2 separate regions of the Xenopus tropicalis genome follow, and region 2 is linked to region 1. Evidence: chromatin contacts called from public Hi-C data. All regions are on one chromosome and are shown on one strand. Each heading gives the region's core, a stretch centred on a gene start, on an enhancer-like site or on the middle of the called end of the contact. The rest is flanking DNA. Distances are from core to core; before and after follow the strand shown. Region 1 overlaps akt1 (RAC-alpha serine/threonine-protein kinase). Region 2 holds the start of znf238.2 (zinc finger and BTB domain-containing protein 42).

Region 1 (4,277 bases), core at 915-3,414:
TTATACTTACCAACTCAACATGTCAGTGGTTCTAAGGATTAAACAAACATTTTACTACGGGAAAGATTTAATAAAGTCTAAGAAACTACCAAGGCTAAATGCTAGGCACAAAACTCAGCATAGAACTGTGCCAACCCCAGTCCTGTGCATACATGTACTTTTCTATACTTGTGGCACAGGCCAGTATATGCCCGCTTCTGTATTTCTACCTTGGGGCAGGAGGTAATGCAAGGTTTTCAACTGTCCATTGCACCTATAGGTACTTTTAAGTGCAGAAACTGAATTGTGCACAAATGGCATTATTGGCAACATATATTCTGGTGCATCCACCTCAACAACTACATCACATGCAGCAGATATACCAAACAAGTGCAAGTTTTTTTTGCCTGTATTGCAAATCTAGATAAACAAAGGAAAGTTCCTTATCCACAAATCTATCAATACTGAATATGATGATTCTAGAACAGTGATCCCCAACCAGTGACTTATGAGCATCATGTTGCTCACCGCCCCCTTTGATGTTGCTCCCAGTGGCCTAAAAGGTGGTGCCCATTACTGAATTTCTGGCTTGAAGGCAAGTTTTGGAGGCATAAATACCACGTGTACTGCTAAACAGAGCCTCTAGTAGTCTGCCAGTCCACATAGGGCTACTAATTAACAATCTGAGTCCTTATTGTCACCTACTAGGAAGGTGTTTGTGCTTGTGTTGCTCCCCAGCTTTTTTTTCATTGAAATGTTGCTCACAGGTAAAAAACGTTGGGGATTCCTGTTCTACAATATCACAATAGGGCTTATTTATAAATGATGTGCAGTGCAGAATGAGTCACACTGTGCACAAACTTGCCCTGCACATGTTTATATTTATAAAGCTATCCAAGACGGATATAGTTAATGTGCAAACATAACTGCAAATTTTTTATTAAGCTGTGATTGACCTTAACCGCTTTTAAACATGGCATAATCCCAAATTGTGATTATTTATGTGTACTCTCTGCATTCAAGTTATGCCACAACTTTGGTGGTGGAAAAAAATATTTGCTAAACAGTTTTCCAGTTCTCCCCTTCCCTAGAATATTGTTTTTTTTCACTGGCAGACATGCTTGGTCCCAGACCATTACTGAAGCATTCACTTTATATTCCTAACTAACAAATGGGGTGAGGGCATGGATCCATAGAATCCTAGTATGGCTGCTGTTTAGCAAACAACTACCCAGCTGCTTATTGGAGAGCAATGGGCTGGAGGTGACAGATTTCCCAACCCCCGTGGACCAAAAGTTCTGGAACAGCTGGGGGGCCGCATGCTTCACACCACTGAGATGCTAACAGACACAATTTTATGCAGGTGGTGGTTTGAGTATTACAGATTGAATGCTACTTGCTTCTGTTGCTTGGATTAATAAGAATCTAAAGATTTTCAAATAAATGTATTTAAATAGGTTTGCCATTCTAACGTGCCCCATCAATGAAAGTCATATCCAGAGATAAATAACACACTTTGGGCTTTGCAACATCTGATCCTTAAAAGCATAGCAAATGTAAGACTTTGAGCAGATGTCCAATGTATTATTTTTGCCGTTGTCATTTTTCACAGTGACATATGGAGAACTTTTTCATTTACATTTTGCAATGCAAGTACTTTGCACAACTATAGGCAATTTGCTAATCTGAGGAACAGATTTAATAGCCAAGCAACAATATTCTGCTGTGAGAGAAATGAATCACTACAGAAAAAAACCCAAACCCTATCATAATAGTAACAATGTTCCTTCTATGGATGATTACTCTTAATTAAAAAAAAAATGTTTCCATAGCCCATGGATTTCTCACCCCAATGTCACTGAGCAGCTCATGAATTTCAGTGGCCTCTAAAAGAGGAAATATTAGGTAACATACAGAAAGATTTGTTTGAAGAAAACATATACTAAAGAACATAGGAACAAAAAAACAAAAAAAAACTATTCTACATGAACTAATAAACCACATGCTTTGCTCGCCCCTTTAAAGAAACATTATTCATCGTGACATTGTAAGTAAGGCTTACAGATATAACTGAAGTACAGGACCAAACCTAGCAGTGGGCATCTCGTGGTAGACTGGCGGGGGGGATTTCATATCATCACTTAAGATCCCTATTCATTAAGGGAAGAAAATACCCTAAAGGCTTTGAGGAGAAAGGGCCTCACAATGAGCACGACGGAGATTACAGAGATGAAAACCTCCCAGAACAAGGCAGTCTTTGTTAGACTTGATCCTTTTTTCTAACGTCAGTTATCTTTCGGGATCCTTCCTGTTAGAGTATCACATTTACACAGTTTAGGTCTCCACTTTTCTGCCCGTTACAGTTTTCAGATTACGCTGCAAATAAATTCACACACAAAATAGATCCAAGCAAAACTGCCCTACAAATGGCACCAGCACCTTAGCAAAAAGTTTTCATGCTGCATCAGAAAGAAGAAGGTGAATTTACTAAAGTTTGTTGAAATGACAAACACACTTGCTGTGTTTGTTGTGGATGTGTATTGCATCTCAACAAGGGCAGATTCCCTTCTGCACACCAGAGGCAGAAACTATTTGCAGTACACAAAAACACACCCTTTTATGATTTGAGTATCACGTGGAAAGCTAAACGAATATATGTTTTTCGAGGGTACAGGGCTTGAGAGACGCTGCTGCCCTCTTGGCACACTAAAAAGTTAATCCTACCGAGAATTTAACAAGAATGCACCCCCCCCCCCCCAAACCAACAATGCCTTCGACAATCAGGAGCTGTCTGGCCCTGACAGAGTGCCTTACACAAAAAACAGCTGCCACTCTCTGGGAAGCGCACTGGGTAAGTGAAGTATAACGAGCAGCAAGCTCCTGCAGAACAAAAGAATATCCATCTTTATTTACCAACTGCTACTTGCTTGTTACAGCAGCACACTATTAGCGAACCCCCGCCACACCCTCGCAGTCTGACACTGTTGGAGGGCACTTTGCATGTTCAAAAACACCCAGGCTGATCTGAGAAATGGCACTAAAAACATAAACAGTGATTATACTGTATATGTACAGCAGCCATAAAGCAGCGAGTGTGGAACTTTTCCTCAGTTCATTAGGGAGATAGAAGGGCACTTTCAGTGCTTTCCTATTCTACGGGACAGTTCTGATCACAAAGCTGACTTCACTGAAGTTTTTGCAGATTATGCAGATACAATTTAGGCAGCCCTGTACACATGTATTGTTCCTTAGTGTCTGCCCCAGTGAAGCTTACAGTCTAAGGGCTCTGGTACACGGGGAGATTAGTCGCCCGCGGCAAAACTCCCTGCTCGCGGGCGACTAATCTCCCCGAGTTGCCTTCCCTCTGCCATCCCACCGGCGAACATGTAAGTCGCCGGCGGGATGGCAGACGCGGCGGCGCGATTTCGCGCAAATCGCCGAAAAAGACTCGCGAGTCTTTTTCGGCGATTTCCCGAAATCGCGCCGCCGCGTCTGCCATCCCGCCGGCGACTTACATGTTCGCCGGTGGGATGGCAGAGGGAAGGCAACTCGGGGAGATTAGTCGCCCGCGAGCAGGGAGTTTTGCCGCGGGCGACTAATCTCCCCGTGTACCAGAGCCCTAAAGGTGGCCATACAAATTAAGATCCGCTCACCTGGCAAGGTCGCCAAGCAAGCGGACCTTCTTCCGATATCCCCCACCTATGGGTGGGCGATATCGGGCAAATTCAGGCTAATTCGGTCGTTTGTCCCTGGGGCCAAACCATCGCATTAGAACACCTGTAATAGGCGCAATCGGTTTGGGGACTGCATCAACAAGCCAATGTGGTCCCTGATCCGATTAAATTTTTTAACCTGCCCGATTGATATCTGCCCGATTGATATCTGCCCGATTGATATCTGCCCGATTTCAGGCCAGATGTCGGTTGGGCAGACCTGACATTTGTGCCCCTACATGAGTCTATAAGCTGCCAAATCGGTCTAAGGGACCGATATCAGCAGCTACAATCGGCCCGTGTATGGCCACCTTAAGGTGCCTATCACATTCACACAACACACCAGGGTTCAGGAGCCAATTAACCTGCCTGTAGGCCACATTCAATTACAAAAAGAGTTGGGGAGTAAAACAAACATGAAAAAGTTCCTGAGGGTGCAAAATAAGGGCTGTAATTGGATATTTTGAAGCTCCTATGAGGAGCCTACAGAAGCCTCTGTTTGGCAGTACTGATTTTTATGCAACAAAACTTGCCTCCAAGCCTGGAATTCAAAAATAAGCATCTGCTTTGAGGCCAATGGGAGCA
Region 2 (4,277 bases), core at 980-3,479, 74 kb after region 1:
TCAGGGACACAAAGCTTATAGAAAACAGGCACAAAATATAAATATGTGTATTTTTCGTGCTATATTACATAATTCATGAGGCAGAGGTTGCTCATCTTAATAGAATAAAATACAGTATAAAAGGTTAAGAAAGCACAATAATCGTTATATATGCTGTGAAGTTTCACAGATTTAGCTGTAAATTGCTTTATACTTTTAAATACCATGCATCAATTGACAAATTAATGGACTAAAATAGTTTTTAACTTTTAAACAGGGATTTACATAGTACTGAAGATAGGTCATGTTATATGTGTTTGGGGAAAAAGGGACTGCTTTTATTTATAGCAACCGAAAATTTACCATAGATCCTAAACATGTCCAATGGCATAACTACAATACAGCCCGGGGAAGGGGATGGGGCCAGGACCATGGGGTCTGCTGTACAGTAGTTGATGGACCCCCTAAAAATTGTTTTTCTGGTAGTTAAGCCACCAAACATTTTTCTAGGTTGTAGTTGCTACTAATTAGCTCGGTGTGCCTTAGCCCAAAGTTTTTCTTTTGAACAGGTTTTTGGAACATGTTGGTGCTATGTGCATTATTCAAATTCAAATACAACCTCAAGAGAAAATATTAAAATATATATTTTAATATTTAAGGTAATGCAGTGTCTACAATAGGTAGCAGTTGACTCACAAAGCAGAGGGAAAAAAACACAGAATCTGGGAGCATGTGAATGTCTTTCCACACAATACAGCGGTTCTTGGAAAGAAAGAAATTACCTTGGCTTGTTGTGGAATCAGGAAAAAGTACAAAGGGAGCTTATCCTGGATTTCCCTGCTGTTTATTTAATTTACTTTTATCCACAGACAAGTTAGCCTTCTTTTATGACTGTCACATGATCTTGAACAAGCCACATGTGAGGGATTTACAGAGCCTGGTCCTTGGGTGGAAAAAGCTAGGCACAGCATTGCAGCCTCATTCACTCTCTTGGCAACTCATATAAACACGTTTTAATACAAATCGCCTCATAAAATGCCATATATCTAACTGCAAACAAGGTGAATTAAATGAATTCATTATATATCATTACTATGTATAGATGCAGCACAGCATCATCAGAACTAAATAATACATTTTAATTAACAAAAAAAAACAAAAAAACTAATATTTGAGAATTTTGTGATCTATTCCCAATGAGTGCTCTGCTGCAATGTATACCATTGTTAACTTGTACCAGGGCATCTTGTAAGTGTTTGTTGGAGTGCTCATCTGTGTGTGCTTATCTACCAATAAAAAATGTTTGGATTTTTTTCACAAAACCCTGAGTGCTGGTATAATCTTTGGTCCGTTTGTTGCAGAACCACAACTCGACACCCAGGTATTATCCCATTTGGTGTGTGCCCTTTAGATTAAAGACTGTAGCAGTTATTGAGTACAGAGAAGAACAGGCTGTCCTTAGGTGACAGTTGTGCTCTTAGACTGTGTAATTTTAATGACCGAGGCCACCAAGGGAGGTCACATAACAATATCCAAGTTGTGAGAAAGCCTGTGGCAGCTGCAGGGTCCCTTGGGAAGCACAGCTGTTAAGCAGGGTCACTTCATGAAAAAGGTGACTGACAGCTGGTTCCTAAGATTTTCTGAAGCAGCTGAGGTCTACCCTCTTTTACGAGCAGCCCTCAATGGGATTTCTCTCTAAAAAATGCTATAATCCCTCACATATAGCACACATATAACACTTGTACCGTGTTTGATCATGTCATTTTTTCAGAATATCAGAGGAAACAATGTCAATATTACACTGATTGGCTAGCACAAGGGCTAGGAGTAAATGGAACTGGTGAATCCGTTAAAATAATAGCAGACATGCATGTGAAGCAAGTAATAGGCAATCACTAGGCAAAAAGTGCAGCTTACCTAATTATTGTATTTTATGACTTTTTAGACAAATCTCTGCTAACCTTTTAAATTGTGTCTATATCTATTTCTACATTTACTATATGTGTTCTGAGGGGGCACTCGTCTTTACATGCATATTATGTATATATAACCATCTATATATATTTCTAAGGCCTAATATAAGTAGAGTATTTGGGCCAAGACAATCAGTTAGCCCCCAGGCTGCCCTCTAAAAATAGTGTGTGCAGCTGTACATCTGTTTGACTGCACAATGTCAATAGAAATCTGGCCAGGAGTCCCATTTTAGGAAGAGCAGTGGCCAGTGCTTGCTGAGCGGCGCATTCTAACAGGAGCAGCCTGTTTATGTGAGAAGGGCACAGCTGCAGCAGTCGCCTCTCCCATTGGTTCCCAGCAGCGGTGCTAACACTTCCCATTGCTGCCTGGAGAGGGGAGGAGGGGTGCAGGGGACTGTGGCCAGTGCCAGGCGCTGCGCACAGACACCAGCGAGACGCGCACACACGCATCTCTCTCTCACACACACTCACACAACCTGAGCCCTGGGAAAGGGGAGACACAGCCCTGGAGCAATTTGCAACTATTGTGTCCTGGACTATCGCGAGAGCGTCCTCTTACCAACCTGCTCCCAACAAACAGAGCGCTGCTAGGCTGCAACTAACACAGCCACACACTGGGGGAGGCAGCGCTGCAGTCGCGGTGACACCGGCAGCAGCAACAACATCTGGGGAGATCCATGAAGCCGCAGGATTCCCACAAACTCTGGGCACTGAAGCAGCCAGCAGCTCCCGGGGCCCCCAGCGCAGCCTGTGAGTATGCCATTCTCTGTCCGCCCTGCCAGTAGGGTTAGTGGGCGTTTAGGTGGGTTCTGTGCTCGGGCTGGCACAAGTTTCTTCTGCCCACGACCACCCTCTATATTACTGAGAGTGGGGCGCCCTGAGTCGTGTATGGGATCCCTCACCCTGCTCTCCCTGCGAGTTTTTATCCGCACACAGGAGTTTGGGAGCCGGGTGAAGAGATCGCCGGCTTAAGTTAAGCTACACTGGGAATTCGTAGGTCAGAACTAGCAGTGAAGCAATAGAAATCGAAGAGAAAGTGCTGCCGGTTGCAGATATAATTATAATCATCGCAGCTGCACTTCCTTAAACTCCGCGCAACCTGCTCTGCCTGGAACCTGCAGGCCGGGAACTCGCAGCAAAGGTCACACCGGCGGCACTGGATCGCGACTCCCCCCGTCTTACTGGCTCCCGGGGACAAACGGGTCGTACCGATATAGCTTACCGGCAAGGAGATAGGATTTTTTCCATAGTAAAAGTCACAGGGTTAATATACTCACAGAGAAAAGAAACCGGAATGGCAACCCTGCCTGACCCTGCTAAAATCCTGGGGAATGTATTGATCTTTAAATTGTCTGCAAGACAGAAGCCAGTGGAGCTAAGTACATAGATTAGACTAGTGATGACCGACCCCCGTCCCCCAGCTGTTGAACTACAACTGCTGAAAACCTAGATATATTTTATACATGGCATGTGTTGTCATGGGACAAGTGCCTGTTGTAGTTGATCAAAAGAGCTGCAGTTTGGCCCATGCTTATAATTTTTAGATTTTTGCAGGGGCTTTAGGGAGTTCTAGTGCAACAACAGCTGGGGGACAGCAGGTTGGCCCTCCCTAAATCAGACAGACTGCTATGTATATATATTTATATAGCTGACACACACCTTTTGTCTGATGACTGTTGCAAACCAGAGGTTATCTGCAGCTGCTGTTATTTGCTAACACAACTAAATTGTAGAAAAAAAAAAGTTGCAGGTATCCAGTCCCTAAGATATGTGGAAAAGCTGAATATTGTTCCACACTGCCCTCCTGGAGGGCAACACATTTAGCGCCTCTCACCTAAGGGTGCTGCTGTGTGCACCTGTACCTGCTCTGGAGTTCCTAAACTTAGTTGGGGCACAGTGCCCTTTCCAACCCCGAGCAGCACTTGCACCTATGTAATAGATGACTATAAATGGGGCTGTTGGAACTTTAAAAGGCAGCAAGCGGCGTGGTTGGCTGGTAGCTAGATTTGGAGTAACATATGGCATTAAAAGGAGCACAGCTGGAGGTAGCATTTCCATCGCAGTGAAGTCAGAGCAGCTGACTCTCCAGCTTGCAGTGTAATTAGCAAACTGAGCACTCCTCCCTGCCTCCTCCTCCTCCTCTCTCCCATACACTCTCACACTGACACACTCTGCTGCTACTGCCACCACCACCGCTGCTGCTGCTGCTCTCTCACTGTCTGCTGGAGACCTTGTAATACCACAAGCTCTCAGGCAATGATTTAGAAGAAAGCTGCCTCACTTGAAAGGTCTCTGGGGCATATCCCATGAACTGTTCCATCCCTT

The links. A called contact is a pair of places that touch in the nucleus more often than the background predicts.
Region 2: a Hi-C map of neurula embryo shows a contact between it and region 1, with 2.1 times the contacts expected there. The contact joins the promoter of znf238.2 here to the enhancer-like site in region 1. A contact is called at or near these places in 4 of 5 Hi-C or Micro-C datasets (brain, gastrula embryo, neurula embryo and 1 more).

The regions. Positions count from the first base shown.
Region 1 is chr8:99,699,892-99,704,168 of UCB_Xtro_10.0, forward strand. All of the region lies in intron 2 of akt1 (RAC-alpha serine/threonine-protein kinase), which reads right to left. Among named protein-coding and RNA genes, the nearest start is that of akt1, 50 kb to the right of the region's middle. Within about 2 kb of position 2,165, at least 4 of the 11 cell types and tissues checked have an H3K27ac peak or open chromatin away from gene starts, as enhancers often do. A contact at or near this core is called in neurula embryo, where this site is marked.
Region 2 is chr8:99,773,562-99,777,838 of UCB_Xtro_10.0, forward strand. It overlaps znf238.2 (zinc finger and BTB domain-containing protein 42), which reads left to right and starts at 2,230. Exons shown (of 2, transcript XM_002940716.5): 1 at 2,230-2,702. The coding sequence starts at 2,630.